Regions from separate parts of the Mus musculus genome. Here regions 2, 3, 4, 5 and 6 are each linked to region 1. A link is a contact called in public Hi-C, HiCAR-type, HiChIP or PLAC-seq and promoter capture Hi-C data. All regions are on one chromosome and are shown on one strand. Each heading gives the region's core, a stretch centred on a gene start, on an enhancer-like site or on the middle of the called end of the contact. The rest is flanking DNA. Distances are from core to core; before and after follow the strand shown. Region 1 holds the start of Setd7 (SET domain containing (lysine methyltransferase) 7). Region 2 holds the start of Lhfp (lipoma HMGIC fusion partner). Region 3 overlaps Cog6 (component of oligomeric golgi complex 6). Region 4 has its middle 40 kb from the start of Gm30292. Region 5 overlaps Gm30235 (a long non-coding RNA gene). Region 6 has its middle 15 kb from the start of Gm30235.

Region 1 (4,889 bases), core at 1,608-4,107:
AGTCTTGTTGTTGTTCTTTTAAAAATCCAGGAATAGATATCACATCTGTAATGGCAGCACATCATATCAAAGCCAGCCTGGGCCACAGAGATCGTGTTTCACAGATCCACAAAAACAAAAATCTGCAAAAAAGCAAAACAAGGAAGTTCCTCTACTTGTTTACTCTTAGGTAAAACTGAGTGACTGCCCAAGACAAGCCAGCGTTTAAGCCAGCTGTCATAGCATAATTATTAATGGTGCCTTTCTTGCTCTAATGAGCTGATTTATAGTAGTGCTATATCTGTCCATCCTATATAAAAGCCCCCCCCCTCACCACCCCTACAGTTAAGGTAAAGAAACTGCAGTGTTTTGAATCTACTGGACTAACATGAAACCTGAAAATATACTTTAAACATTTCTTATCATTTTGAGACAGGGTCTTATAGTTCAGGCTGGGTTTGGACTTGCTATGCAGCCGAGGGTGACCTTGACCTCCTGATGCTCCTGCCTCCGCCTCCACCTGCAGGTGTGTATGCCACGGGCCTGGTTTTTGTTCACATGCCAGTGCTAGGATCATAAACAACAGAGCACATTTTCTAAACATCAGCCCTGGAGAAGGTGGCTTGGGCTGGGGGCACTATCTGTGCTTAAGGGTTTGTTTTTAAAAATTGCAAGTAAAAGAACAGGAGGAGGGGCTGGAGAGATGGCTGAGTGGTTAAGAGCCCCGGCTGCTCTTCCATAAAACCTGGGAAGAATTCCCAGTACCCACATGGAAGCTCACAACTGTCTGTAACATCAGTTCCAGGGAATATGACATCCTCACGCTGACATACATGCAAACAGAAACACCACTGCGCATGACATTAAAGAATAAAAAAATCACCATCATCAACAACAACACAAACAAACCTAAAAAATACTGTTTAGGGCAAAAAAACCCCAGGAAGAATGAGAGCGACAGTGGCACTTTGTTAAGAACACTTTTTCTGTCATAGCAGAAATTTACAAGAAGTCAATAACTTTGGAAGTTAAAGAAGGCTTCCTATGATTGGCTCAAACAATGCTAGCTGGGCCTCATTAATCCCAACACTGGGTTTATTTAGAGAAATGTAAGCTCTGTGGATCCGCATTTTAGTCTCTCCAAAAGTTACAAGCAAAACTATGTACTTAAAAGTTGTTAAAAAAAAAACAAACAAACAAAACAAAAACTAAAATGAAGAAATACATTTTACAAAGTAAATTAGAATGGATGCCTTTCCGGAAATTCAAAAAATTATTCTGCTTCATCTCACCCTAAGCCTTCAGCAGTCTGCAAAAGTTGTATTTATGGACACACCAAAGAGATTTCTCCCCACGTAGCACTAACAAGTACATATCCATATGCATTTGTTAAGCACAGCCACTTTTTCTTTATCGTTTGTCAGACCTGTTTATACAAATGAGATCAAAACCAGATTCAACCACCGACTTAAAATTAGTCAGTTGCTGTGTTTAACAAATTCTGGAACAACACTACGCAATCTTGCAAAAACATCACGGGAACACTATCTGGGATAGAATAAGATAAATAATAAATACGCTTAAGAGTGTTTTCCAGTGTTCGTTGTTACAAAATCATAACCTCTCAAGCCACAAACAACGAGATTGTATAACGTCGCCACGGACGTTTTATAAGTAGGGGGGCAAAAAAGAAAAAAAAAAAAAAAAAAGAGGCGGAGAAACTCAGCAAAACACGGTGGCGACGGGAGTCGGGGGAGGGGTGCGCAAGAGGGGGCGGAGAAACCTGACACCCAGGCGGTGATATCACCGGCAGCCGACAGCTCGGAATTCAGAAAGTTAAGTGTCACCCAGCAATTTGGGTCCCGGCTGGAGCGTCCGCACGGCGCGCCTGCACCTCGCTGGGAAGCCGGGAGGGGGAAGGGCGGGTGGCTGAGTTCGCCCAGGGGCAGGGTAGCCTGGTGGGGAGCGGCGTGCTCTACCTAGCCATGATTTCATCTTTTTTTTTTTTTTTTTTTTTTTTTTTTTTTTTACCCCGGAGGAGCGGCCAGGGCCGCCATGTGCCTGGTGTGCGGCCGGGTGCGTTGCGATGGGAGACCCACCTAGACCCGGCCCTGGTGGCCATGGGACGCAGCGACTCAGTCAGGAAAAGGGCAGGCGGTCGGAGAGGGGAAGTCGAGGTGGCTGAAACAACGCTGCCCCGCGGAGATCGCGGGCCTCAAGGGACTGCCCTCCCATCCTCCATCCCCGCAAGGACTAAGGCCAAGGTGCTAGGCAGCGTCGCAACTCCCAGGGAGGATGCTGCCGAGGCCAGGCGGGATGCAGGGGCCCAGCTTTCCCAGGGCGGCGGACCCCGCGGGGCCCCATTCCCCGCCCCTGCCCCGCCGCGCCCCGCACGCTCCCGGCGGCGTGGCGTAGGCAGTGCAGCCCCCGCCTGAGCCGAGCGACCCGCCATCCGCTTAGGGACCGCGGCGGCCTTCGGCTCGGCCCGGCGCGCGTCGCAGACCGCCACTCTTTTGGCGCTTTCCGCCCCAGGCGCCTGTCCCCACCCCAGAGTCCTGGAGAAAAGCTTGTACCTTCCACGGCTTCCTCCACCACCTCATCGTCGCTATCCATGGCGGCTGAGACCCTACCCAGCCCGGGGCCGTGCGGCCGGCTCCCGTCCCTCTGGGTGCTCCTGGTGGCTGAGCGAGCGCTGGAGCTAAGCCCTGCGAGTTTGGAGGAGGGGGAGGAGGGGGAGGAAGAGGAGGAGCAGTCGGGGCGGCTCGCGCTGCCTCCCCCTACAGTCCTTTCAATTCCTCCGCCAGCCGCGGCAGCCGCAGCCGCCGCCCCCTCTCCTCTCGTCCCCGGTCCCGGAGGCTCTGGGGTGCTGCCGCCACTGCAACTTTCTCCTGTGATACCCCCTCTTTGTTATGGAGCAGCTGATCCGCTGACATCACCCGGCGCCGGTGCGCTCCCTCCCTCGTTGATTGACAGTTCCCTGTCCTTTCCCAGAAGTGAGGATCCTTAGAACCCAAGGTGCTCCGGAGCTGCGCCGCCTCTTAAGACCAGGCAGTGGGCAGACCAGGCGGCGTTTACCTTTTGGCTTGGTTCACTGTTCGCCAGCCACGCGGTCCAGGTCGCCGCCGGCTGTTCGCTAGCGCCGGGGGCCTCGAGGGTACCCGCCTGGGGTGGGTGAGGGGCTCAGAGCACCTGATACCCCACGATGTGCCACCAGGGACTTGGAAGTGCGTCATGCTGGGTGTTCCTACCACTATCTCACTCCTGGACAGCTGGAGCGCACTCGGAACTAAGGAAGCCTTTGGTTCCTGAGCTTCTACTTCCTCTTGCCCTCGAGCCCCACTTCACTCGGCTCGCTACTGCCCAGAGTTGCAAAGTGCGGCGGGCCCAGGAGCGCAGGTGCCCCGTCCCCCTTCCACTGCCCAGCGCTGCCTCCACAAGCCAGTTCCCTCGACTCCAGGGGGCGTCCTGCGTCCTGGATTCCTCCCGACTGAACGTCCTACCCAGGAGTCCCCAGTCTCCATCTTCTTTCGCATCTCCAGGCCCCTAGAGAGATCCAGGAATTCAGCAAACCCAAATGGCAGCAGGCTGGTAATCAGGCCGCACCCGAGCTTTGGCCGATTCCTTCTCCTTGTCTTGAAGATGGAGCCACCAAGCGGAGAGCCGGAGCCAGGACCCTGTGTCTAGCGCTCCTCCTTCTCTCGCCTCCGGTCCTGTATTTGTGATGTCCCTAGATGTTTCTTTAGTTTCTCCAAGTGCCAACCACTTCACAGACTCAGGCATCTTTGAGGGAAGAAAACTCCCTTCCCAGCCCAGCCACTTAAAGAGTGTCATTATGTCCTCTTACAGGTGGCAGCAAAGGATCTCTTTAAATAGCGGGTTAAATGCATGCGCATGTACCCAATGTACTGTGGAATTACCCGGTGCTGGTCTGGCCTTCTGCCAAGAACAGTCATCGTGGCGGGTGGGAAGGATGGGGCAGGAACCAAAGAAAGTTGTTCCTTTTCGTTTTCTGAACAATAAATGAGGCAGGATTTCAAGTCACTTCCAAAGCCTGAGAGAGTCCCCCCCCTCCTTAATTTCTTAAATGCCTTTTTTTTTTCATTTTCTTTTTCTTTTTTATTTAAGGCAGGATCTCCTGTAGCCCGGTCTCTCACCTCTAACTCACTGTATACAGGAAGACGATTTTGAGCTAATCATCCCGCCTCTATCTTCACAGCCCCGTAATTACAAACCTTGGCAGCATGCTGAATTTATAGTACTGGAGATACAATCCAGACTTTTCCATGCTAGAAAAGCAAGCTCTCCACCAAATGAGCTGCACCCCCACTGGCTGATATATGTCAGCCAGAAAAAAAAAAAAAGTAAAAGAAACAGGGCATGGTGGTATTAATCGCTGCACTAGGGAGGCAGAGGCAGGTAGATCTCCGAGTTCAAGGCCAGCCTGTTTGGTGTATAGAGTGAGTTCCTGGTCAGCCAGGGCTACATAGAGAAATACTGTCTCAAAGGGAAAACCACTTAAGAGAAAAATTATGGAGACACTAACCCCAAATACCATCAGAAATGTTAGCTCCATTCTGACTGCGTTCGAAAGAGGAAGGTTGTGGATGTGGAGTTAGAAGGCTTAGGGTCCAGTCTCCTTCACCTGCAAAGTGCACCAGGGTGGCCACTCTGGCAGTATGGGTTCCTCTTCTGGGCATTAGATACTCAGGCCATATGGGGAGGGACTTCTGTGGTTTAGGCTGGTTTACTCTTTGACCCTTTAGCCTAGGCTACACCACTGTACACACTGGCTCAGGCTACGCTGTCCTGAAATCTTCCATACCCCTCTGAAGTCTGTCTTGGGATTGATCTCCTTAAGGGTCTTCCAGGACAGGTACCAGGGACCTTTGTTAGGCTCCACAGAAATCTAC
Region 2 (4,889 bases), core at 1,002-3,501, 1.5 Mb after region 1:
GAAATGAGTTGTGATTCTATAGCTGCCTTGAGTGAGACACTGGAAGGATCCAGACCTGTCACCTCATCTGTGCAGTCACCCACTTGCACAGATTAGATGACCCCTACCTCCCTTCTCCGAGGTAGGAGTGCCCATATTGCCATCACACTGACAGTTCAGAAACATTAAATGGAATTGGTTTCAAGCTCTGTTTTACAAATGAGGGGACAGACTCGTCTGAGTTGGAATGTCGAGTCCCAGGAAGTGCAGCCCACAAGGACTCCACACATGATGAATATTTCATTCTGATAGGATTCTAAGCTTTTGACTTCTTCATTTCTTCCTTTTTCATATTAGCCAAACCTCTCCGGTAATGTTTACATTACTTAATAGAATGCAAATAATGAGATTTCTTTTTTTTAGAAGTCTGTGTTTTAATCATATGCTTACAGGTTAATCAGCTGTTTCTCTGTGAAATGATAACTGCCTTCGTGGCTTTTCTCTCCCTTTTTTTGAGAATTAGATGAAGTCATCTATTCATACACCCAGTGTACTGACACGCAGTAATGAAAGAATTTGCAACGGACGCCTCCTTGGCAATCCATGTCACTTTCTCAAGCTCCTCTAAGCTTGAGAAAGTGTCCTAGACTGGATACCCGGTGGGTAGTGTGTGAGTGAGTGTTTGTGTGTGGGTGAGTCTGGCTGCCACTGTATAATTTTGTCTAGGCTGGTATCTGCTACCTCCACATTACATAGATATGAGATATGTGATAGCCAGGCGGTGGTATTTAGCTACAAGTCAGACCTGTTATTATATGGCCACCATGCTCAATAACTGGTGATTTGCACAAGCAGAGTTAAAAAACGTACGTTAACAAAGGAAAACTTCAAATCCAGATCTCTAAACCTGAGGTTCATGGGTGAGCTAAAAACCATGTGACATTTTGAAACATGACTTCCCAGCCTTGGCCCTACTCACACTTCAAGCTAGATGATTCTGGGTGTGCCCTGTGTAGTTACAGAGCAGACTCCTGGCTTTATGGACTGGCTGCCAGTAGGGCCTTCCCAGTCTATGGGTCATGCTTACCCCAAATATCTCCAGACTCTGCCAAATGTCTCCCAGGAACTATTCTTTCCTCTTCTCAAGACTATTGTGATAAACTTAATGTGTATTACATCGCTTTCCTGGGAGGCTCATTACCTGTATCCTATTCCTACAAAGGAAAGGCTTGGAATCAATCACTTAAAACCTTTCAAACAATCCTGAAACAACCTGTCTCCAGCTGATGCCGCCCAATTCAATGGTGCACTCGAAATTTTATTATGAAATATATTCCTACCCAGTTATTACTTCCAGCTGCTTTGAAAAAGGCACATCACAAAAACTGCATCTAGGCAAGTATGTACTTCAAAAGTTGCTGGTCCCAGATGGCAGCTTCCTAAAATAACTGTCCTCTGTGGAGACTCCAGAGGTCAGTCAGTCACCCACAGAATACGGCTCTGGCTTCCGAAGGGTTAAAAAGGCTGATGGCAAGTCAGAACTGGGCAGGGCCTGAGAAGAAATCAAAAGGAGCAGATTTCAGAAAGGAAATTCAAAGGTTGTGTAGATAGATGTTAAAGCTGATCATGGGTTGGGGAGTGGAGTGGGTAAGAGGCAGGGAAGGGGACGGGAGGAGAAAGGAGGGTAGCAGAAAGAGGAGAGAGGGTGAGAGGGGAGGTAAGGGAGTGGGGGGAAACCCAGGAAAGAGGAAGAGGAAAAAGAGGAAGAGAAATGTCTTGAAAGAAGTTCCCAAAGGTTTGCAGCTGTTGGGAGAGGCTGGCAGGGGAGTAGCCTGCCTTCTTTCTTTCTGGCTTTGCCCCCACGGAATCCAGCAGCCTCGCATGGCGTGCCCAGCCTTCTCTTTCCTATGTCCACACCCGTCATGCTCTCTGCCCTCCAAAGTGACCACTTCTCAAGAGCCCCTTAAAGCTCATAGACATCGCTCTCCCCATCTCTGAGGCTACTTCCCATCCTGGTCCTCATAAAGGCCGCGCGAACACTGCAGCCCCAGACCCCAGGGTTTGACCCAGAAAAGCAAACAGGGGTCGGGTGTGGCCTCGGCGCCCCCGGGGAGCTGCGGGGAAGGCGAGCAACTTTCTCCCTGGATTCTCAGTCTGTCTGCCGCCCCCACTCTCGCGCGTCCAGGACTGCGCGGCGGGGCCGAGGGGAGGGGACAGCGGCAAAGGGAGGGCGGGGAAGAGGCGGCGCGTGCCTCGCCTGCCAAAGCTGGAGCCGGCATCCACCGTGTTCCCGGGCCGCACGGCCGCAGCCGGCGGGCTCTCCGGGTGGGTCCCCCTGACCCTCCACCCCAGCTCTCCAGACTCGCCTCGATCTCCGTCGGGATAGTGGCAAAGGCAAGAAAGACAGTCTTCTTTGGTGCCGCGCTGTCCCCGCCAGGGAAAGACAGCAAGTTGTGCTGCGCCCGGGACTCGCGAGGGACCGCGGCCGCCGCCCGACCGGGTAAGTAGCGCGCCCCGGGGCCCCGTGCCCGGGTCCCTCCTGTCTTTCCGAGTGGCATAGTTCAGCTGAGGTCCTGTCGGCCTCCGGGGGGTGCTGCCTTCCTTTCCATCCTTATCCGTCCCTTTCTCAGAGCCGGCTGCAAGAACTTCCCCGTGCCGCTTTGCATCCAGAGATCATTGTGTGTGTTCCTGTGTGCTCCAGGGTGCGGTGCGTGCGTCTAGCAGTTTTGGGGGAGGATGGTGGGTTTAAGTTCATCTGGACTAGGGTAACTCACTCCAGCTGAGAAAGAGGTCCCTTTCTTCCCACTCCCCACCTTTAATGGTAACCCCCAGACCAACTCAACTTCAGCCTCTGCTCACAGCTGACACGATTTTAAAAACCGTAGCCAGAGGGAGCTCCCCTTTGGGTAGAATCCAGAACAGAGGGCGAGCAAAGTGTAGGAGACTGGAGTTTGGAAGCAGTTTGCAGATGGAACCCGACGGGGTGGGGGTGTTCTTCTGTGTTCTTTGTGGAGAGTGTAGCCAGGTGTGCAAGCCAGCCCACCTCATCGAACCCTTTTGAATAGCTGACTTGACATTAGGTATTGGAAAAGAGTGAGTGCTTGGTCTGAAATGGCCAGCAGGTGAAAGCACTGAAGCCAAGGAGTCAAAATAGGAGGCGTGAACACATTTGCCCCGGAAAATTAAGACAGAAGGCGTTTTTAGTGTTATCGAGTACTGGGGGTGTGTAACTATATATCACCCGATATATACACCCGAGTGGTGAATACTGTTAGTTAAATTTACAGTAACTGGGGGTGTGTAACTATATATCCAATGTATACACCTGAGTGGTGAATACTGTTAGTTAAATTTACAGTACTTCTGTAATTGTATGAAGTTCCCACTATCATGTTGCTTGGTTGGCACACTCATCAAGTGATGCCGAGGAGTGGCTAGAAACTAAGTGTGAACTTGCAAGCCAAATAAACAAACTACTGTATGGTCCATTTTATTTTAATATCCGGAATTATGTCTCCTGCTAGTAAAAAATGCTACATTGCTTTTAATGTGAGTATGTGAAATGAATTCACTGGCTTGGCAAATAGAAGCCATTCGTTTCTTTAAGTAAATAGCTGTCAGAGTTAATTTGGGAGCATTTTTACAGGAGATAAAGACGTGGAAAAGCTTTGAGCTAGTTTGGCAAAACTTGTATAGAGATGCGTATGGAGAGAATTAGTTCTTCCCACTTTTGAAGCGTTGAAGGAAGTTTGAAGTTTCCTAAATGAAAACCGTGGAGCTTCTTGAGACGTGTAAATATGCTAGACATACTTAGCTTTCCTTGTTTCCTATTCCATTTTACCAGGGGCCACCAGCCATCTTCACTCCAAAGTATGAGAAGCTGATCGCGGTAATACTGAAACTCTGTTACGGCAAGTAGCTACATACGCCTTGAAGAGCGGTGGACTACCTGGGAGTTTCTTGTGACTACACGCCTTCCTTCACACCTTTAGTGCAATCACAGCGGACCCTCATTGCACTGCCTGTTGGAAGATGGCGTCCAGCCTGACTTGTACTGGGGTGATCTGGGCTTTGCTTTCCTTCCTTTCCGCTGCCACCTCCTGTGTGGGGTTCTTCATGCCATACTGGCTCTGGGGGTCTCAGCTAGGCAAGCCTGTATCCTTTGGCACTTTCCGGAGGTGCTCCTATCCTGTTCACGATGAGAGTCGGCAGATGATGGTGATGGTGGAGGAGTGTGGGCGCTATGCCTCCTTCCAGGGCATCCCCAGCACCGAGTGGAGGATCTGTACCATAGTGACAGGCCTTGGCTGCGGCCTGTTGCTCCTGGTGGCTCTCACTGCCCTGATGGGTTGCTGCGTGTCGGAACTCATCTCCAGGACTGTAGGAAGAGTGGCTGGGGGAATCCAGTTCCTGGGGGGTAAGTGACTTTGCCAAACTTGAATTGTTTCCATAGAATCTCAAAGCAGTATAGAAAATTATGTTTCATTTGTCTTCTGATGCTTGGTTGTAATTGGCATTTGGAGTACAAGAAAAAATAGATCTGAAGTGGCCATGGTAAGAGATCCAGCAAAGTCCAAGATTTTTGCCAGAATTCTTTTTACAGTGTCAGGGTTCTTCATGCCTGTTCATCCTTAAATATATGCATCCGTGGCCTGCTGGGTACAACCTATGAGACACAAACATGTATGGGCTGTGTGTAACATATGTGCTAGGGAGATAGTTGGTATTTCATAGCATCTTTTTGTCCAACAGTAGACCCATGGATTGTTTTTGCCTTGCTAAACACTTGAGGTCTTTAGAGGCAAAGACTTCATAGAAAAATGCAAAAGGTGTCCGATTCAATACTGTGATCATGATGAAACCCCCGTAAGACTCTCAGTGGATATAACACTGACCTTTGTTTAATTTTA
Region 3 (4,889 bases), core at 1,249-3,748, 1.4 Mb after region 1:
AGCCCAGAATAGCCAGCACATCCCACTGATGCTCTAACACTCATGCAGTGTGGCAACCTCTGCAGTTCATGGTTAAGTCGATGGAACGCATTTCCACTGGGCACTGTCCCTTAGTCTGGGCTTATTAGAATATAACCCTATAGTGAGATGAACAGAGCCTATGTAGGCCCATTTAGGTGGCAATATATTACACTGAGTACTGTTGCACTGTGTTTGGTTTGAAAATTGAGGTGTTTTGGCTATTGACAGTCAATTTCTGAAAGAAAAAAAAAAGAGGCAGATGGGTTTTCACAGGGATTCCATGATGTGGCTACTGGGGAGTACTGCCACCTTGAATCTCTAGTTCTGCACACATGACATGTATTCATTCTCATGAATCAGGCATCTTTAATTAGGTTATATTTATGCAAATCAATACAGTCCAAAAATATAAAGCTTGGCCCTCAGTAGGCCTAAGTGCTGTTCTGATGTTAGCTTTTATAACCCGTGGTTACAGCTTCTCAGCCTACTACCGCACCACATCCCAGCGGGATCTGTCTCCTCTGTTGTACTTCCTTTCTATCAGTATTCTTTCCAAAACGCATTTGAGAGAAGTATAAAAATACTACAAAGACTGCTGCTCCAGAAATAGTTTAATATATATTAAGAAAACCAGATAACAAGAAAAAATATTTATTTCTCTTAGCAAACAAAGTGCTAAGTACATCAATCTCTTTTTCACAGTAGAAATAAATTATGTACAATGTAAGTTCCTGCCTTGTATTATGCTGTTTTGATAAATACACCATATAAATTCATTGAACTGACCAACCCGGCAGGTTGATACCACAATGGATAGCATAGTTGCTTCTGCTCTGAGTGCAAGACAGAGTTTCTAGGATGGGGTTGGAGGAAACAGACTGAGTGCACAATGTATGGCGATTGCCCGTCCTGGAACAGGCTGAAGCTGTCTGCACAGGAAGCCTGCTGAAGGGTCTTTCCCTCTCTTCCGACCTATCAGCTAAGTGTCTATTTAAATACATACAAACCTGCACCAGGCATGAAAGTAAGCAGGAAGGGACAACAGCCTGAATGTTTCTCTCCCCATCAAACCCATCAACACCTATTTTGGGATCAGAAACATGGGCTAGGTTCAAGAAGCTATTCAATTAGAGGAAAGCAGCGGGACCTTCCATAAGCGGACGCTCATTGCCAATAAAGCTGTGGTTTAGATGTTACACAGAACTTACAAGTCATCGTACTTAATCCCGAAACTCCCAGCTGACTTTATGCCTCTATTTATAATCCCAAATCACGGGGACCTTTACACTGCTATGCAGAGGCAGCTAATGGGCAAGAGAACATTGCTCCCTACAGATTCAAGTCAATATTGATTTACCTCCATGTTAGCTGAGAATGAAAGAAATTGACCTACAACCGCATACTAGGAAAACTATTAATTCTCAATCTTCAAAGTAAAGACTCATAGATTAAAAACCCTAACCACCCTTGGTGTCATTGCCAGGCAGCAATTATCTGCAAATGCCATCGACATCATCAAGAGAGCAGTGTCTTCACCTGCTCAGGTGACCTATGAAGGATGCTCTCTGGATCTTTGTATGCGTTGTCTGGATTCATCACGGCTGCATGCACTTCCGCGTAGGCTCTGCAGACGAGCTCTGTAGACTGCTTTATAATCTGCTCCCTATGGATGAGCAAACACAACCAGAAGATAACAGAAGCCCAGCAACCGCAAGCACACACATCTGGATGATGTCATGCTTCAGCCCCACGCTGCCCAGTTCCTACTAGTGGGCAGTGTTTACTGTTTATTAAAGTCTCCGTCGTCACATGCACCCTCCTGAGCCAGGGGCTGCATTTTACCCAGTGCTTGGCCATGAGGAACAGAACAGTGCCCCACATATAGATGTGCCTGCACTTAGAATGGGCTTACATCTGCTGAAACAAGCTAAAAAAAAAATGAGCGAAGAAAAATACATTTAATCTCCAAAGAGTAGAGTCACGTAAAGGTTCATCTCTTGAAGCAGTTTCTCTTGTGGGGCCTTGTAAGTGAAACCCAAAAGACCAGGCTGTTCTCCAAGACTTACAAGCTCCCCAACACAGCAAAACGTTAGAGAGGACTTTATAAATGAGCCACACTGTAAGTCACAGAGTAATAGAATAACCCCGGAGCTAATTTGCCATGAGAAAAGTGAGTGAACTAAGGGTCGATCATCTTCACGTTCCTACCAACTTCTTATGTCCTTCAAAATGCTGAACATTAAGAAATCGTTTACCCAGTTACAAGTGTCAAAATTTCAAAACTCTTAGTACAGATCAGTAAGGAAGTACACAGAGAAACCATTCTTATTAACCATGCTCTGTAAACTGGTTGTATTTGAAACAGTTATTTAAAGCACTGAGCTAACAAATGAATTGCTTGCTTCTAGAATCAGGGAGCTTGTTACTCAGTACTTAGGATTCTCGTTGCCTAACAACCCGCAGCATTGCCACAAACCTACTGGTCCTAAAAATAGCTTCTCTCCACATTCAGGTTCTGAGATCACTGAGAGTGAGCTTTCCTAGGGTGCAATCCAATGCACACCAGGAGAAAAACTTCAACAATTAAGGGCTATGCAGACAATACAGTTTGCTTTTACTGGGGCTAGGAGTTGAAGCCAGGGTTTGCCCAGACCCTCAGAAAATTCTCTACCATTGAGCCCCGAGGTCCACACAGTTCATGAACACACTCATTCAGCTTGCTAAAGACAACACTGTCTTCTACCTGCAGTGTCTCCAACCCAAAGTCATCTCCTGTAAGTAAGTACTGCTCTTCCCTCTGGCTGCCCTAAGATGCTTCTCTTATGGTAATAAGGTATCATATGACAGTGATCAAGCTTTTGGTGATCTGAGGACACTGGAGTGCCCTGTGCAACTTCTCTGTCCAGGCTTTCTTACTGTTAAGCATGCTGATCCACATCTCGCATGGCATCTGGAGAAACTTCTCGCATTAATAAGCCCTGCCTGGTCCCTCAGGAGGGATGGATGTTGTATTTTAGATAGTGTACTTTCCAGGTCTAAGTGCAGCAGGCTGTAACTTCCTTCCTTCCTTATTCTCTCGGTGTACTGATGCTTTCCTTTAGTGCACAGACACGTTTCCAAGGCTCGCTGTAAATATCTGCTCATGGCACACACATCAGCTGTGGCTCTGTTTCTATTAACTGATCATTTTTCTCTTTTGGGTTCACGTTTCCTGTTCCTAAGCAGTCCTGGGTGTTCCTACAGTTCTGGATGGACTCATGTCTTCATGTACGACGCTCCCAGTCATCCTTCAAAGCAGTGAGTTCTGCTAGGAAGTCAGTGAGCTGAGTTCAAGATTAGCATGGTATTTAGTGTGAGCTCAGGACTCCAACAACCCATCTTTATCCTACTTCCTGGGGTCTCCTGAGCACTGTCCAGGCTATAGTTGCTTTTCTGCAGATAAGTTTCCAGAAGTTATTCTATCATGTTTGCTTTCCTTTACTTAATTAAGAACTTGTTTAGTTTTGTTTATACAGGTTATTTGTTTATACAGATAATGAATATAGTTGCTAGCTCCAAGAAAAACACACCCCACTTCCTTCAAACCAAAATAAAGAAAATAACCCCCACAAAACAAAAACCAATTATTTCACTAAGCCCATGCTTTTACTTTTAATAAATATAAAAAAATTTGAATCTAAAACTAAAATAGCTCTTAAATCATATATACACCTCTGCATGTTCATTTGGAAACACACGCTTCCCTGTTTCTTAAGTTTCTTACAGAATCTATTCTGCTACTGGCAGAGTCCTAAGTCAGGTTACCATGATGCTCAAGGTGATCACTGCGTCTGGCAGCAAAGAGAGTAACATCGTTCTAATTTATCCAAAGGGAAAAGAAAACATCTTTAAAACCATTCATTTTTCTATTTCTCTCCCTATGTTCTAGACTTCTTGGTCCCGTATAAGTATATCTGCTTAGTAGTTTCCTTCAAGACCAAATGTCCAATCAAACTCTCTGTTGAAAGATAAAACTTGGGACAAACAAGTTCCAGTAGAGCACTGTGCACACAGAGGGACTCCCTGCTGGAGCCCCGCCTCCCTGTCTCCTCCCTGCTGGAGCCCCGCCTCCCTGCCTCCTCACTGCTGAAGCCCCGCCTCCCTGTCTCCTCCCTGCTGGAGCCCCGCCTCCCTGTCTCCTCCCTGCTGGAGCCCCGCCTCCCTGTCTCCTCCCTGCTGGAGCCCCGCCTCCCTGTCTCCTCCCTGCTGGAGCCCCGCCTCCCTGCCACCTCACTGCTGAAGCTCCAACCTCCTTGTCTTCTTACTGCTGTACTCTCTTACACCAGGCAGCTGCAAGCTGTGCCCTGTCACCATGCTAGTATGGATCCATGTGTGCTATGTTCCAAACTATCCATTAACTGAATTTTAACTTCAGATGAGTTTACCACACTGTATCCCCACTCTAAATTAAGGAGACATGTACAATATTTAATAGCTTTAAATCTACAGAAAAACAGATGCAAAGTAGACCATAAGACAGTCATCTACACTGCAAAATATGTAGGACATGGTCAAAATTATCAACACTGCCTTGACTTGCTTACAATATATAGGGATTTGGTGTCATGTCTATTTGACTTCAATTATAGTCAGAGCAATTTAAAATCATTAGCAAAGTAAGATTATATATTAATGAGAGAGATTGAAGGGAAATATAGGCAAGGAGTAAGTATGGCTAAGGTTAATTCTTTGGGGTACTAAGGCAGGTAAAGTATTGAAGACTATAGTTCTTCAAAGGCAAGTATCTCAGTCTTAAAAATATTGTATTTTTAAGAAGATTATTTGATATTTAAAGGTGTATGCATTTCCCCTATCCTGGGAGCAGACAC
Region 4 (4,889 bases), core at 1,515-4,014, 1.3 Mb after region 1:
CTCTAAAATAATTTGTTGGATGAAAGCGATGGATGGAATGTCTCTGTTTTTATGAAGTGTGTAAGCAGTGTGGATTGTCACAGGCACCACTGAAACTGAAAATCAGGGGAACAGCCTTACATCACAGAAGAGGTCCCTCCAGTTCCAAGCTTCTTGTCCCTTGTGTGTCAAATGGTCAGACTAATCCCATTCTGAATACTCCGAAATGTATTGGCAGAACCAAGTGGTTTAGGATGGGCTAACTTTAAAAATACATGAGATGCTATTCTGTTTAGACATTTTAAAATGTTTACCCAGCGTGTAACTCCATCAGACTTCCCACTCACGAAGTAATTGTATTTTCTGAAGTTTTTGAAGGTGAAAACATGGCAGCAATTTAATGGTTGTTTCCAAAACGTCGATATTTCACATATTGCAAGACAGGAACATTTGGCTGAAAATAACTGAAAAATTAAAAATCATGAAAGTTAAAGACTCTGAAGAATTTGAGGCTATTCCCCAATAGATTGTGCCAATAGTCCAACAAATCATTGCCTTCCCAGACACCCAGTGAGTGCTGGATTCACAGAAGAGGCCCACGATGCAGGTCAGCAGACAAAAATCAGTATTATCACCAAAGATCACAGCCCTGGTGACAAAGGAAAAGAGCATTCTCTCTGGTGTGACCATCGGGGCAGCAGCTGCCAGCAAGAAGGGCATGGATGGAGCCTGAAGAGGCTTCATAGATGCTTGAGAGATCCCTCCAGCGAGGCTCAGCCGTAACTGAAGGAGCTTCAGGGGAAATGGAGTGTGCCGACATAGGCAAGTGAATGAAAAAAAAATGGTGCTGTGTGGGGCTTTTCCTGTGGGTTTTAAGGATCTTCCGTCCAACCATTTAACTGTAAGAAACCTATATAGGCTGGAGTATCAAGGTACATGCAATGCTAACACGTGAGAGGCTGAGGGAGGATGCTAAGTTCAAGTCTAGACTGATATCTGCTGCCTCCCCTCCATATATATGTATATATAAAGTATATTATGTATAATCGCATATAATCATATACATGGTGCATTAAAAAGTGCATCCTTTTCCAAATTACTTTTTTATTAGGCAGATGTCATGATTTAGATAAATGTCTATAAAAGGCCTATATGGTTTTTGAATACTGAACCTCAGGCTAACTCTACCGAAAGGTGTTGTGGACCTGAGGAAGATGGACTGGACGGGGGGGGGGGGGGGGGTCTTTCAGTCATTGGGGGACTTTGGCCTCTCCCTCCTTCTCTTCTGTTTTCTGGCCGTAAGGTAGCATTGATTCTGCTCCGTGCTCCTGTTATTGCTGGCCAGCGTGCCCACCAGTCACCTGAAGCAACAGGAATACTGATGAGAGCCTAGAACCTCCAAAAGCAGGAGTCAAAACTCACCTGTTCTCTTAATGAGTTAATTAACTCGAGTCTTCTGTTATTGTGGCAAAAAGCAAACAAAGCATAAACGTGAAGCTTCCCTTCCGGATAAAGGTGACATGGCATGAATGACTAAAAAACTAAATATATTTTCCAAAGAAATAAATATGGTGGAGAGATCTGTGGAGGCAAATGTCTAGAAGTTTCAAGAAGTGTCAAGGAGTTCAAGCCTTTTAATGCCAGAGGCAATATCTGCCTTACAAATTCATAGCTTACACACTTTGGAGACCTCGAACCTTACTAGTGTGTTTAAGAATCCTCACACTTAGTGCCTCTTAACACACTGAAATTACTAGGCATATTTCAAATAAACCCTTTATAAACTTAGTGGAACGCATGGATAAAGGTATGCCACGAGTTATGGAGCAGACAGTGCTGTTGATTAACAGTGCTATTGATTCACTGATTTCTTTGGCTTGGCACATTTTTCTTCTCTGTCTCTGTTGATCCTGCTGATCGTGTGGCTCACTTCCTCTATCTGACACATTCTTAAGATGGTTGGAATGTCGCTCTTTCATCAAAGGTGAAAGGCCAAATTTCAACTCCATGCAGAGTTGGCTATTTCTGACAGCGGCTCTTTCCCTGGCAACAGAGGGTGCTGAGCTCCCGAGCAAGAGACCATTGTTTGTTTCGTTAATGAAATTAATTTTGCAGCTATTCACAAGATGCTCCGCGGTTCTGGGAAGCATTAGAACAAAAGAGCTCCCCTGTGCCAACCTCAGGTCTATGTAGACTGACATTCAAACAGGCTTACAGGTAAATCCTGTACTGTAGGGGATTTCATACTCTAATAATTACCACCAAAGGATTACTTGTTCAATAAATTAACAATTATATAAAATCTTGTGATAACAAATATTAATTTATCAAAATTAAGGTCTCATGAATTCATCTCCAACTGTCATTCCCATAGCCTCTCTGCTGAGAAACAAAAGATTCGGGAAACTTGGCAATGTATGAACTGGAAGCAAAACTTCACTCACTAATGGATCTATCCAAACTGATGCCATTTGAGCAACTTATTTTGGTAATAGCTTTTAAACAGGGGTTGGGGTGGGGGGTGGGGAATGAACCAATCTTCTACCTACTGAGTGTTCCTCTCATTTGATTTGCTAGTTAGACCACATTCACAGCCCAAGGAACAGGATGGACTCGTGTGCCACACAGGAAGACAGATGTGGGGTTTTCATCCCCCTGCAGTTGCACTTTTTGCCTTTGCTACTTTTCTTGACTTTTATTTTCATTCTGTGCCTAGCAACTCCTTAATTAACATTTTAGATGAGAACGTCAAAGCCACCGAGATGGCAGGCTGCTACTATTCTTGGTCTTGCTGACACTTTCCCAGTGGCAGAATGACAGTCACAGCTGCAGTCATTCTAAGGAATTTGACTGGAATTAGCATGAGAGTTGGGTCACAAAAGCTTCCTTCCTATAGTTTAGTATTTATTTGTTTACTTTTAAAGCGGTTTAGATTGTCCTGAATGGCTGGGCCCAAACAGAAAACCTCTCTGGGGACACGGTTGAGTGTGAATCTCATTTTGAAGGGCCACAGCTCATATGTTAAAAAAAAAAAAAAAAATCATCCTAATTCAAGCTGTGCGCCTCTCAATGTTTTCAGACTCCATGCTCATGGCATTGTGCAAAACAGACATGGAAAAGATGTTCTCTGCCAGCAAGTGGTTCTCAAGCTTATCAGTTTACTCGTAGCTTTCCCGAAGGCTCCGCGTTCACTATGCTGTCCACATCGGCTGCATACAACAGCGGCATCTCGTTCAGTTTTATATGGGAGGTCGGTTATTACTTATGCTGAGCACATCAACGGCTAAGTCAGCCAAGCCCGTGAACAGACACACGAGGCGGACGTGAGCTGATAGTCTTCTTTCTAAAGAGCACATTTGATAAAGTCAGGGGTGAGCACTTGATGTCTGTCTGTCCTGTCTTCTTTGCTTCACCCTGGCCTGTTGGAGACAGATGCAGTAGGCCGTGCAGTGGTCACTGATTTTATTCTCTATCCATCCCTGCACTGGCTGGCTGTTCCTCCAGTGTCTCCTTTCCCTCTCTTGGGTGGCTCAGCCTCTAGCATTCTAACTGGGTCGGGCTTGGGGAAGTCTTCCTGGTTCAACCCCACAGTAATATTTGTTCTCCAAGCAGTCCATAAATTCCCCTGCACACTCCCAGAGCAGGGGTCACCAGCCCTGTCAAAGTGGTGTTTCACAAGTCAAGGCCAGCTACTGAAATTCCTTGAGAAAAGAGGACAGATTCCCCTTTCTATACTGAAAGGGGACTTTCTGGAGTGACAGTGGTGACTTTGCAAGAGTTTTGATGTAGGAAGCATGGCCTAATAGAGTAAGTAAAAGCAATGAGAGTGATGCTCTTAGAGCCTGCCCCTGGAAATGGATTTCCTGAGAGGAATGAGAGTCAGGAGAAAGTGAACAAACTTTAAACTGCTCAAGGAACAAGAGGCAAGCAGAAATCCTGGCCCTGTGTACGCTTTACACATACAGAGCACACCCTATGTATGATATGAAAATAGTATCTGAAAGCAAGGCAGCATGGACTATGTCCTGCATTAAACGGATTCACTGTGAGGCAGGAGAAGTCTTATCCCAGCCAGGAGCACACAGTCATGGGACTGGTCCTGACAGGAACGTAGACCCAGCTATGTACAGATGAACTGATTGATGATGGGGGTGGGGCTAAGAAAGAACAGCTTCTAATATCAGATTTGAATAAGATCCTGGTCTGAACAGCTTTAAGGCATCTGTGTGCACATGATCAACGGGGTCCGTGGTCACAAAACTCTTGCAGAAACGGAGGTAGAATCATTTTGAGCCTGTGGAAGCAGTCTACATCCCTGCAGGCTAGCCTAGCTCCTGAGACATTCTGTCATGGCATCCATCCTCCCTCCAGCATCCAGGACTTCTGCGCGCTAATTGGGTTTAAGGAAAACCTGTAATCCCAGTGTTCTGGCAGCTGGGACAGAAAGACTGAAAGCTTAAGGGCAGCCTGGGCTACAGAGTGAGTGATACATTGTCTCAAAAATAAAATCATAAAATAGCTCAAAATAAAATCAATAGAAGTATTTCTGTTTAAAGTACTGAATATTTAAATACTGACTATAAGAATGGACAGCACTCTTGTCTGAAGCTGTAGTCATCAGATGGCTCCCGGAAAAGCATCAACGACCCCCGAGACTTCTGTGTATACCCTGTGGGCAACTCATTTTTATCAGAATCTTTCTTCTCCTTCCTGTGTTGCCAGAACCTTTTGGACATGGGTTCTGGACCAGGAAAGACTATAGTCAGTAGAAATGCACTTGTTGCACCCTGAAGCTTCTCTGGGTCCATCCAACTCTTGGACCTGGGGACTTCCCAAGACTTTGCCCTAGGCTGCTGGAGAGTCTCATCTGTCTTCTCTGCTTGGCTGTACACTCACTGATGGCTAATGGG
Region 5 (4,889 bases), core at 1,159-3,658, 1.1 Mb after region 1:
AAAACAGGCACTGCTGACATGTTCCCCTGGTCATTCTGAGAATCCACATAAGGCTGGCAAGGGGCGGGATGGAAGGCATATGGGCTGCTTTCCTCGTTGCTATGACAAAACTGCTCATAGAAACCACTTCAAAGAGGAGAGCTTTATCTTGAGTTGGGATGTAAGGGCATGTAGTTCATCGTAGTGGGGAAGGCATAGTAGTGTGGGGGGCTCTATAGGATAATTTGTCACATCTCAATGGGCAAGGGAGCAAAGCGAGCTAGGGCAGAGTCTCACCCTATAGGGAGCCACTTTCTCCAACTTCGGTCCCACTCCCCCTAAGCATTCCACAACCTCCCTACAGGTGGTTGTCAGCAGCTGGAGACCAAGTGTTCAAACATAGGGGCTCGTAGAAGACACTTCACATTTAAACCATAACACCAAAGGGACAATTGAGAAGGAGTAAATGATGCTTAAAAGTGCAGTTGTTCTGGTTGAAGAACGCTAGGCTCTGAAGAACGCTAGGCTCTGAAGAACGCTCGGCTGTGCACAGAACAGGCAATCACAGGAGAGCAACTTGACTTTGGAATCAAACCTCTCTCCAGCTTCCTTCCTTCCTTCTGTGATATTTGAAACATTTGTAGCACAAGGAAGAGGGCCAAGAATTTCTGAATGTCACATTATGCCACCTGGATATTGGAACAAGGGCCATAGACATGAGCAGTCAACACAACTTGATGGAAGAGTGGATGTTATTAGCCATGTCCTTGCTGTAGAGGGAGAAGGAAAGACCCATGTCACTCAATTTGGGAAACAGAAATAAATAGACCACCTTGTACAGGCCTGAGAAAAACAGGCCTCCTGGGGTTTTGTCCCTCTTGCTTCTGAAAGAAAGTAAACAACAAAGAGACAAAATGAATTTCTGTTCCTGGCCTTCTACCCAGGGCCTCCGTTAGCTTGGGCAGTCCCCTCAGACTGGAAGAGTGGGGAAGGAATTTAAGGTTGTGAGAGCTTTGGGGTCTCTCAGGAATTGGTAAGAGACCAGTGCCTTCGTGGACAGCAGGGGTCAGAGGGAGCTGGAAGCTGGGGTTCACTGCTTTCTTCTCTGGTCCCATGAGAGGCTCAGCCTGCTCTGCCCTGCTCCTCCAGCTTGCAACTTTCTTCCAGCTTGGTTGGGTTATTGTGAGTGGGAAAGCTCCTGGGGATGAACTGTGGTTGGGTTATTGTGGGAGAGAGGAGGGAGCTGGATGGCCAGTCAGTCCTGTCCAAGCAGTGAGCTGATGGGTGATTCATGACCATCTGGGACTGAAAACAGATTTAGAGGGAAAAGCTGCTCAAGGTAACGAAAGACAAGAAATCCACAAATGACACTCAGAGCCTTCAGCTGGGTTTGGGAAGCTTGTCTCGCCACTGAAACGAAAGGAAAACAAAGTATATGTGACTATGCGGCTGAGAAGTCTGAGGGGTGTGTCTCTGATGTAGTAGGAAGCAGTTGTGACCGACTTCATCGTATGTATTTACTTTAATAGGTTTTGAAACTGATAATGAAAAAAATCTGGGAAGCAGAGAAGGGAATTGGTTGCATATGTTGGTTCTTGTTATTTTCCTTAACACTAAAGGCTAAGTAGGAGAATTCCTTGTATGTATGTATACACACACACACACACACACACACACACACACACACACACACACACACACACCTTTAAACCCTCCCCTTGAAATTCAAGAGACTTTACCTATAGTAATGAAATTGTAACCTCTGGCAATGACAACTCTGGAAGATGTGACAAGATGCAGCAACTGGTTAATATTTACCAAGCAAGGGTTTTAAAACTCATTTGCCCTGAAGTAACCTGTGAGAAAGCTGTGTATGATAGAACTTTAAACTCCCACTCACCTTTGAACACCTTTATATTTAAACTAATGGAGTCTAGAATCAAATTACGTATTTAAGGAACGTTCCCAATAAAATATGTCCCAGCTCAGTACACTCAGTTTGTGTTTTCCAATTATAACTTAATTGAGATAGACCCCAGAAAACAAAACAAAAAAAGTGATTAGTGATATTGCTAAAGATTTTTTCAGATTTTATGTCGGGGTTATTTTCACTACACATTCGCAATTTATTTCTCCATTTTGTTTTTCTGCCCAGAATGTAGGGTTACAATTATCATACAAGTAGTTCGCCAAGTGTGTATTATTAGCTATGTGATGAATCAGTACATGTCTCAAGACCAGTTCTTTAAATAACCAGGTGTCCCCCTTTTAACCGTTGCATACAAAAATATAAACACTGACACGAGACAGGTCTTCCTGACCCTGTAAGATTGACAGCCAAGGACTACCTGTGTTTACACTCGTAGATAAGGACAGCTTATCTCTCTGACATGCTGTGTCTGGAATTTTGAAACACAACCCATGACTTGGCTTTTCTAGGCATAGAAGGACTTCATGTACCTCTGGCCACTCTGCCCTTGTTTGCCACATACGGATGGGTGAGAGCATCCCCTTTGGTTCAACTATTTTATTCTGTTTCCCTTGGAACCATGCACCTGGATGCCTTTGGGCTGTTGTATTTCTGTGGATCACTTTGGTCTCGGGGCATCCTCTGACATTTCTACTGTGGACAGACTCTGGGTTGAACTTCAGTCCCCTTCCCCAATCCATCCACATATTTTGTCTGTTTGTTTATTTTTGTTTTGTAGTGATGGGTATTGAAGCTAGGCAGGTGTTCCATAGCCCCCCTTTTTCTTTTCTTCCTTCCTTCCTTCCTTTCTTTCTTTTTTCTTTTTGTCGAGACAGAGTTTCACTAAATTGCCTAGGCTAACCTTGTATTTACTCTGTGGCGCACGTTGGCCTTGAACTTCCGATCCTCCTGTATCAGCATCCCTAAGTCTGCTGCAGAGAGAATCTTTAATAGGAAGTTTAGGTGGATTGAATTCTTAAGGGTGGAGGTCTTAGTCTGCAAGGACTGTGGGTTCGTAAGAAGTGCAAGAGGAGTTCGCTGAGCTCTTCTTTCAGAGGACCTATGCTTTGTTCTCAGCATCTACATGCTGGCTCCATTTGTAATTCCAGTTCCAGGGGATCTGATGCCCTCCATGGGCACTGCTCACACATGGCGCTCAGATGTACTCATACATATAGAATAAAAATAATTGTAAAAAATAGGAACAGAGGTTTCTCCCTTTGCCACGAGAACACAATAAGAAGTTACTGTTTGAAAGCCAGAAGCAGCATCCTACCTGGCTGGTACCCCGATCCTCCAGTTTCCAGAGCCATAAGAAAATAAATCTCCATTGTCTAAGCTGCTCACTGTGGTATCTTTGCCACACCCCCCAATACTAATACAGATGTGGAGCTGGTACAAAAGAACTGTCAAGGCACAACTTGTTTGAGCAGAACGCATCTTGTTCCTCGGTAGTCCTTCCTTAAGGCAGCGTTCTCCGTTCCTCCTTCCCTCTGTGTAACTTGTACGTACACAAATGCTGATGCTCTTTCTGTACTGATATACAGCGTTTATCAAGGTCTCAAAGGGGGCTAAACCCTGTACTCAGTGTTTTGGAATTGTTTGTTACAGGAGCAAGACATACTGAGGTGAACCAATTGAAGTCATTAATCTTTATAATGACTCAGAAAGGTTGTCAGGATTATCAGCTCCCCCACTTCATATTTACTAAACTGATAATTTAGTGACTCAGGTAGCGGAGTGAGAATTTGAATTCCGCTTTCAGCGCCCCTGTTGTGAACCACTTGTTATGCTCCCACGAGAAGCCTGTTTTAAGCCCCACCACGGACTTGTGCAGTAGGTGATATGAAGATCCTTATTTTGCTGACAGAGGAAACCGAGGCACAAAATGTCCATGGTACCATTCCCAGCATCATGCATTCAAACCTAGGCTCGCCAAACAAGGCTGGAAGCTTCTACCCTTACTATCTACACACATCCTCTAAAGCTGATGATGCTGGAGACAGATTGTCTCCTGCAGGTGCTGTCAATGGAGTTTCCATGGAAAGGCCAATGCAGGGAACTGTTCCAGGAGGTTGGGATGCATGCTTGCAGAAGTAGACAGAGTTGGTGATGCTCTTTTGGCCACGGGTACCAACTCTACATCCGGCTGCATTCCATGTATTTTACCAGAGACTCCTGTCTCAGAGGCAGGGAGGGGACTCAAGTCTCTGGGCTCTGACTTAGACAGAGTCGATGTGTTTAGGAGTCAAAGCTTCTTTGTCTGACATTGGAACAACTTCTCTCGTTCAAAGTCGGCTGTGCACCTGCAGATTTCCCATTAAACTGCCTGCCGAATCAGGAATAATGATTCTCAGGGGGAAGAGATATTATTTGCATTTGAATTAATGTTGAGTTCAGAGTCACAGATTCCTCATCAAGAAGAATTTAGAGCAATCGCTGATATCCTGGGGATCTGTGACCAGCTCATTATTTTCATCTCACAGGGTAGCACTAGAATTCTTAATTTTTTTCAAGTCTTCTTTCAAAAGTTTGGCTCCTTTTACCCCCCTGATCATAATTATAATAATTTTGAAACATCAGTCTGCTCAAATATCAAGGTGTTGAATGGATAATTTCACTTTAATGAATTTGTCTCATATGGGCTTATTTTCCACATCTGTCCTGAACTGAATAGCTAACTGGTTAATATGAGAGCTGTTCCGTTTCATTAGCTTCTCCCTGTTCGTCTCCTCGAGGTGGAACTGATGGTCTGCCTGTCGTGAGCCCTGTCAGCCATTTCCAAATTCTGTTCTTAAACACTGATGCCAAGGAAGAATTAAAAAAAATAGTCTTTTCATCTAGACAAACTGCAGGATTCCACACTCAGTGGCTTCTGCAAGATTAGCAAGTGTTTGTTATGGACGTCATAACCTGAGAACAACATGGGCAAAATGTTCAG
Region 6 (4,889 bases), core at 661-3,160, 1.1 Mb after region 1:
CAGTCCCCCAGATCTGGATCATTGTTCTAGAACCCCAAAGTCATGAGCCACTCCCTTCTTTTGACTAGGGTAGAGGGAACAGTCCCATTAAAGAACAGTCCAGCAGGGGGTACCTGAAGCCATGTCTGGAAATCCAGCCTACAGCCTACTTTCCTGTTTTCTGAGCACTGGTTTTCCTGTTTAAAATAGTTACAATGGCCTCTGCTTCCTGCTGCCAAACCCTGATAGAAAATGGTAGCATATGAACGGTGATTTATCTTTTACCTTAATTTTAAAATATGTCCTAGGATTGCTGCAGTTACATCCAGTCTGGCGACTACAACATGAGAACTCAGGTTCCAGCTCTGTAGCCGATGGGTACCTGTGCGTGTGACTTTAAAATGATTTTAATCACTTGAGAATTTCACACAATGTATTTTCATCATAATGATCTCCCCTCCCTCTTCAGGAGCATATAATCTTAAACAGCACTTCAACTTCTAAAGTCCTGTTTCCCTAGCTGCCAAATGAGGCACACACTGCTTGCTTCTCCCACCCGTCCTTAAACGCAGAGAACGTATGTAGCTTTGAGCAATGCAGTGTGACTGTTTGCTTTTCTCCTTGATACAATCCACTGTTATTCCTACAAACCCCAGCTTCTTCCTTTCTGAATGCATGTTGGAAAGCTGATATTCAACACAAAGTGGAAAAAATCAAATCAACTGTCCTGCCTCACATTCTACTCGGGATGCCCTAGGGGAAATTTCAAAGCAATGGTTCTGAAACTATCTACAGCCATAGCTGACATACATATACTCAGACTAATGGAGAAACTGAAAGGTGGTGGGCCTTTCAAAGTCAGACACCTCTCAAGACCGACATTCCTATCGTCTACCCTGTCAGCCCCATGGCTGAAATAAAGTCCTGTGGGTGTGAAGTCAGAATCATCACAGCAGCGAATCATCGCGCGCTGGCTGCAGATCACGCAGTTCTCTAACACCGCTGAGAGTATTTGCGATGCAAAAGGCTTTTTTTGTTAGACTTGAGCTGGCTCATGCAGGTGGTTAAAAGCATATTAGGGAAACTGTTCTCATAAGCAAATTACATACCCATTAACACGAACCATTAAAAAATGAACTACGGAAATAAGTACAGTGATATTTATATGTCTTTCATGCCTGATAAAGCCTGTTTGCTGGTGGGACAGACAGCCCAGCAAGCCGCAGCTGAGCCTCCGTGCAGGTGCCACGCCCAGGATTATCCTCACCCACTGTTGCTCTCTGACAGGATCCCTTCTTTTGCCTAGACAGTATTCATCTTGGGGTCTCTAATCAAGGCCTGTACTTCGAGGAGAAAATTGAGATTAATACCTCTCTACTGGCAGAGATTCTAAGCATGACCATAGTTTCTGTCTCCCATGAATTAATCATTTTATTACTTCTAGATTTTAATTGTCCAAAGCCAACTTCCCAATGTATTCTCTACAGGTATCCTCACCATTGCAAAGCGGGTCTCATTTGCTTAATTTGCTAGATAAGGAAAACAACTTTGGGAGCTAATGTTATTTAGGTATATTCATTTTATTTATCTATTCGGTACTGGGGAAATAATCTAGGGCCTTGAGAATACTAAGGTTCACTTAACCCTGAGCTTCGTCAACTTTAATTATTTTAATTAGCATTTTTAGTTAATGGAGATTGGAATAGAATAGCAATAGGAAATTAATAAAGTTTAATGAGCTCAATTTGAATGGATCTAGCATCTTACTGTTAAAAGAAGCCAGTGCTGGGCGCTGCCCCAGTGAAAGCGATACTGTAACATTCTGGCCTCTTTGCTGTTTCCTGTCTGTTTCCTACTTTGTGTCTGCGCAGTTTTCCCCATGAGCAAACACACATTCATCCAGTGTGACACACATGGCAGGGTAGGCGAGAGGAACTAAAGCAACAGGAAATGGTGTCACCCTTTTGGCTGTGAGCCATTCTATATAGTGTCAAGTGCACTGTATATCAGGGGGAGAACCTGTCTGTCTAATTTACTCTAGTTCTGATTAAAATGAGTGAGTGGAGAGCCTCGTATATCCCGAAGAGCTCCCTCTGCATACATCTGAGTAACCATTAGCTAGAAGTGGCATTTATATCCTTGGAATAAAAAAAAAAGCGGGGGTGGGGCAGGGGATACATACAGAAGAGAAAGACAGGGAGAACCATGTAAATTACTTTTGCTTTGTTTTTATGCATATGAACATCTTATTCATCTGTCTGAGTACCCTGTGCATCCTGTGAGTGGAGTTATGAACTGTCGTGAACTGCAAATGTGCATGCTGGCAATGGAACCCAGGGCCTCTGCACGAACAAATGCTCTTAACCATTGATCCATCCCTCTGGTCCAGGAAGAAACACTTACGAGAGAAGATCTATAGCTGTTTGCCAGAAGTGATATTTAAAAAAAAATCATTAAAAAAGTGAATGTCAATAAATAATGCTAGAATTTTCAAGTATATAGTTTTTATTTTCTTAATTTAAAATTTTAAATTCAATTATATTCTTGAAGTGTATTAGACTTTATTTTATTTGTACTGTGTACAGGTGTATAAGTGTGTGCGTGGGGGCGGGCATGGACATGGCCTATGTGCACGTGGAGGCAACTGATTTTCTCCTTTCACGCTTGTGGATACTAGAGATTAAATTCAAGTCATCAGGCTTGGTGGCAGGCATCTTTACCTAACGAGATACTAGAGATTAAATTCAAGTCATCAGGCTTGGTGGCAGGCATCTTTACCTAACGAACCGGCTTGCCAGCCCCAAGTTTGTAGATTTTCTATGTCCTGTCTTTTTAGAGCTTCACAGTAACCCTGTGTAGTAGGTAGAAATATTGCTCTAATTTCAAGTTTGTGTATAAAGAAACTAATTTAGGTTTGAGACATAGCTCAGTGTTTGAGCACTTAAGTGACATTCTTAATCCAGCACCACAGGGAAAAGAAAAAGAAAAAGAAAAAGATTTGGTTCAATAACGTCTCTTTGACCTGTGGACACCGCAAATTTCATTATAAATGATTTAGAGAAGTGTGCATATCTGAATAATGTATTAGCTACTATTTTGTTTCTAGATGTCAGACTATTCTACTAATTAATTTAATGTCACGTCAGGATTAGAATCAGGCAGGGATACCCTGGAGCAGACAGAAACATGACATGACTGCCTTCCAAATGAGAATTTTGCTTCTATGAGCAGTCATGTTGGCCTGGCTGTGTATCTATTAAGCTCAAAGTATGGAGCAAGCGAAACCTGCCAGACATTTGTCGATGTTTTTCTTGCTCTGCCTGATAGAAGTTATCTATCCCAGCTGATGAGATGGTTCAGTGGGCAAAGGAGTTTGTTGCCAAGCCTATGGCCTGAGTTTGATCCCTGGAACCCCATATGGTAGAAGGAGAGACCCAAATCTCTCAGGTTGTCCTTTGATCTCCACGGATGTACAGTGTCATGCATGCATACATACATAATATACACTGCTCCCCCCAATGTGTCAGCAAATGTAAAACAGAAAAGAAAGTTTGGGGACTGGGCTCAACTCACAGAAATGGTTACCCCAAGGACCTGATGGCATGAGCCCAGACTTTGGAACCTACATGGAGATGGAGGAGGGGTGAAGCCAACTTCACAGATCTGACCTCTAACCTCTTCACTGTGCTATCGCACACATACACACACTACACACACCACACATCACATACATGCCACACATACACACCTCACACAAACTTGTCACATACACCAATGATGATGATGATAATAAATTAAAATATTTAAAGAACATATAGACCCCAAAGAGACACAGAACTGAAAAAAAAAACCAATAGAGAGCGTTATTTGGAATGTTCTGGATTGCTTACAGGTAAATGAGGATCAGCCTTGTCTTGCTCCAGTTATCTGTTCAGCTGTGGTGTCAACAACTAGAAATTAGCTGGACGTCTCGGCCATGTGATCTCGGCCATGTGATCACAAGACAGGCATTTTCTGTACTTAGAGCTTCTTTGCTTTGTTAGGAAGCCGCCAGTCTTCTATCATTATCCTATGGGCTAGGGATGGCATAGTTTTCATCCCTGGGACACCACAATCTAGAGAGACAAATGAAGAGGCCCCCAAGCAAAGCAACAACTAAAACCATTCAAAACAACGCAATCATAATGTTTGCAAGAATGCGCGGTAGCAGAAGCAAGCTGCTTGAAGGGATGGGGAAAGTCTCTTGGAAGAGGGGATGTTGGAAAACACAAAAGGAGCTTCAGCCAACCGAGAGGCAACCACCATTCCATCCAAAATAAGGAGGATAGCCAAACGTGCTGAATAAAGTGTTAAAATGGACAACTCATAAAATATGTGCAAAAGTTCAAATTAAAATAAAAAAGGATGTGCATAAAATAGTTTTCATCAGATGTTATGTATGCACAGAAGGTTGTCTGTGTGTCTTTTTGTAAGCATCTCAGCTTCGGGGGAGTAAGTCTTAGGATTTCACATGCATAGGATACATGAACATGAATGTTATCAAAATACAGAGTGTGTCACGTCTACTCCTGGTGCAGGATCTGACACCGTATTTTTCCATGCTTCCAGATGGTACTGGGGATGCTAGTCTGCAGGGAACTTTGTAGATTTGGCCATTGAGTGTGAGAATAATAAGTGATAGGCTTAGCCATCATGGAGAGGCTAGTAGCAGAAGCTTGTGTGCTGTGGGTTAGATGGGATCTGTTAAGCAACAAGCCACAATTGTTTTGTTGTTTTCAGATTTATTTTATGTATGTGAGTACATTGTCACTCTCTTCAGACACACTAGAAGAGAGCTTTGGATCCCATTACAGCTGTTTGTGCAGCCACCATGTGCTTGCTAGGAGTTGAACTCAGCACCTCTGGAAGAG

The links. Promoter capture Hi-C pulls out the DNA fragments that hold promoters and counts their contacts. A called contact is a pair of places that touch in the nucleus more often than the background predicts. HiCAR-type assays count read pairs that join an accessible place to other places. HiChIP or PLAC-seq counts read pairs in DNA pulled down with a chosen protein or histone mark.
Region 2: a contact with region 1 is called in a HiCAR-type map of astrocytes, with 4 times the contacts expected there. The contact joins the promoter of Lhfp here to the promoter of Setd7 in region 1. A contact is called at or near these places in 3 of 39 promoter capture datasets (hippocampal neurons and liver) and 4 of 115 datasets of contacts at active chromatin or transcription factors (astrocytes, embryonic stem cells and regulatory T cells).
Region 3: a Hi-C map of cortical neurons shows a contact between it and region 1, with 1.6 times the contacts expected there. The contact joins the enhancer-like site here to the promoter of Setd7 in region 1. A contact is called at or near these places in 9 of 39 promoter capture datasets (the 3T3-L1 cell line, the SN4741 cell line, cranial neural crest and 5 more), 1 of 15 datasets of contacts at CTCF or cohesin (large pre-B cells), 2 of 484 Hi-C or Micro-C datasets (cortical neurons and forebrain), 10 of 115 datasets of contacts at active chromatin or transcription factors (the NIH/3T3 cell line, T-cell acute lymphoblastic leukemia, cardiomyocytes and 7 more) and 1 of 9 other capture datasets (liver).
Region 4: a contact with region 1 is called in an H3K4me3 HiChIP or PLAC-seq map of stem cell-derived neural progenitor cells, with 4 times the contacts expected there. The contact joins the enhancer-like site here to the promoter of Setd7 in region 1. A contact is called at or near these places in 7 of 39 promoter capture datasets (the 3T3-L1 cell line, the SN4741 cell line, hippocampal neurons and 2 more), 1 of 484 Hi-C or Micro-C datasets (CD8 T cells), 8 of 115 datasets of contacts at active chromatin or transcription factors (the 230-238 cell line, bone marrow-derived macrophages, cardiomyocytes and 5 more) and 2 of 9 other capture datasets (adipose tissue and liver).
Region 5: a contact with region 1 is called in a promoter capture Hi-C map of liver, with 2.6 times the contacts expected there. The contact joins the enhancer-like site here to the promoter of Setd7 in region 1. A contact is called at or near these places in 4 of 39 promoter capture datasets (hippocampal neurons, liver and pre-B cells) and 1 of 115 datasets of contacts at active chromatin or transcription factors (pancreatic cancer cells).
Region 6: an H3K27ac HiChIP or PLAC-seq map of thymic regulatory T cells shows a contact between it and region 1, with 4 times the contacts expected there. The contact joins the enhancer-like site here to the promoter of Setd7 in region 1. A contact is called at or near these places in 2 of 39 promoter capture datasets (liver and pre-B cells) and 2 of 115 datasets of contacts at active chromatin or transcription factors (microglia and thymic regulatory T cells).

The regions. Positions count from the first base shown.
Region 1 is chr3:51,557,966-51,562,854 of GRCm38.p6, forward strand. Setd7 (SET domain containing (lysine methyltransferase) 7) reads right to left here and starts at 2,858. Exons shown (of 8, transcript NM_080793.5): 1 at 2,553-2,858. The coding sequence starts at 2,592. 5031434O11Rik (RIKEN cDNA 5031434O11 gene) reads left to right here and starts at 2,020. Exons shown (of 5, transcript NR_160686.1): 1 at 2,020-2,243; 2 at 2,784-2,924.
Region 2 is chr3:53,039,296-53,044,184 of GRCm38.p6, forward strand. Lhfp (lipoma HMGIC fusion partner) reads left to right here and starts at 2,252. Exons shown (of 4, transcript NM_175386.3): 1 at 2,252-2,479; 2 at 3,824-4,396. The coding sequence starts at 4,012.
Region 3 is chr3:52,981,508-52,986,396 of GRCm38.p6, forward strand. It overlaps Cog6 (component of oligomeric golgi complex 6), which reads right to left. Exons shown (of 19, transcript NM_026225.3): 19 at 616-1,684. The coding sequence ends at 1,537. Among named protein-coding and RNA genes, the nearest start is that of Gm30402, 26 kb to the left of the region's middle. Within about 2 kb of position 2,499, at least 70 of the 459 cell types and tissues checked have an H3K27ac peak or open chromatin away from gene starts, as enhancers often do. A contact at or near this core is called in the NIH/3T3 cell line, cortical neurons and hippocampal neurons, where this site is marked.
Region 4 is chr3:52,835,002-52,839,890 of GRCm38.p6, forward strand. No RefSeq gene overlaps it. Among named protein-coding and RNA genes, the nearest start is that of Gm30292, 40 kb to the left of the region's middle. Within about 2 kb of position 2,765, at least 18 of the 459 cell types and tissues checked have an H3K27ac peak or open chromatin away from gene starts, as enhancers often do. A contact at or near this core is called in stem cell-derived neural progenitor cells, where this site is marked.
Region 5 is chr3:52,650,848-52,655,736 of GRCm38.p6, forward strand. The region is part of intron 1 of Gm30235 (a long non-coding RNA gene); the gene reads left to right. Among named protein-coding and RNA genes, the nearest start is that of Gm30235, 3.4 kb to the left of the region's middle. Within about 2 kb of position 2,409, at least 9 of the 459 cell types and tissues checked have an H3K27ac peak or open chromatin away from gene starts, as enhancers often do. A contact at or near this core is called in liver, where this site is marked.
Region 6 is chr3:52,632,686-52,637,574 of GRCm38.p6, forward strand. No RefSeq gene overlaps it. Among named protein-coding and RNA genes, the nearest start is that of Gm30235, 15 kb to the right of the region's middle. Within about 2 kb of position 1,911, at least 95 of the 459 cell types and tissues checked have an H3K27ac peak or open chromatin away from gene starts, as enhancers often do. A contact at or near this core is called in pre-B cells and thymic regulatory T cells, where this site is marked.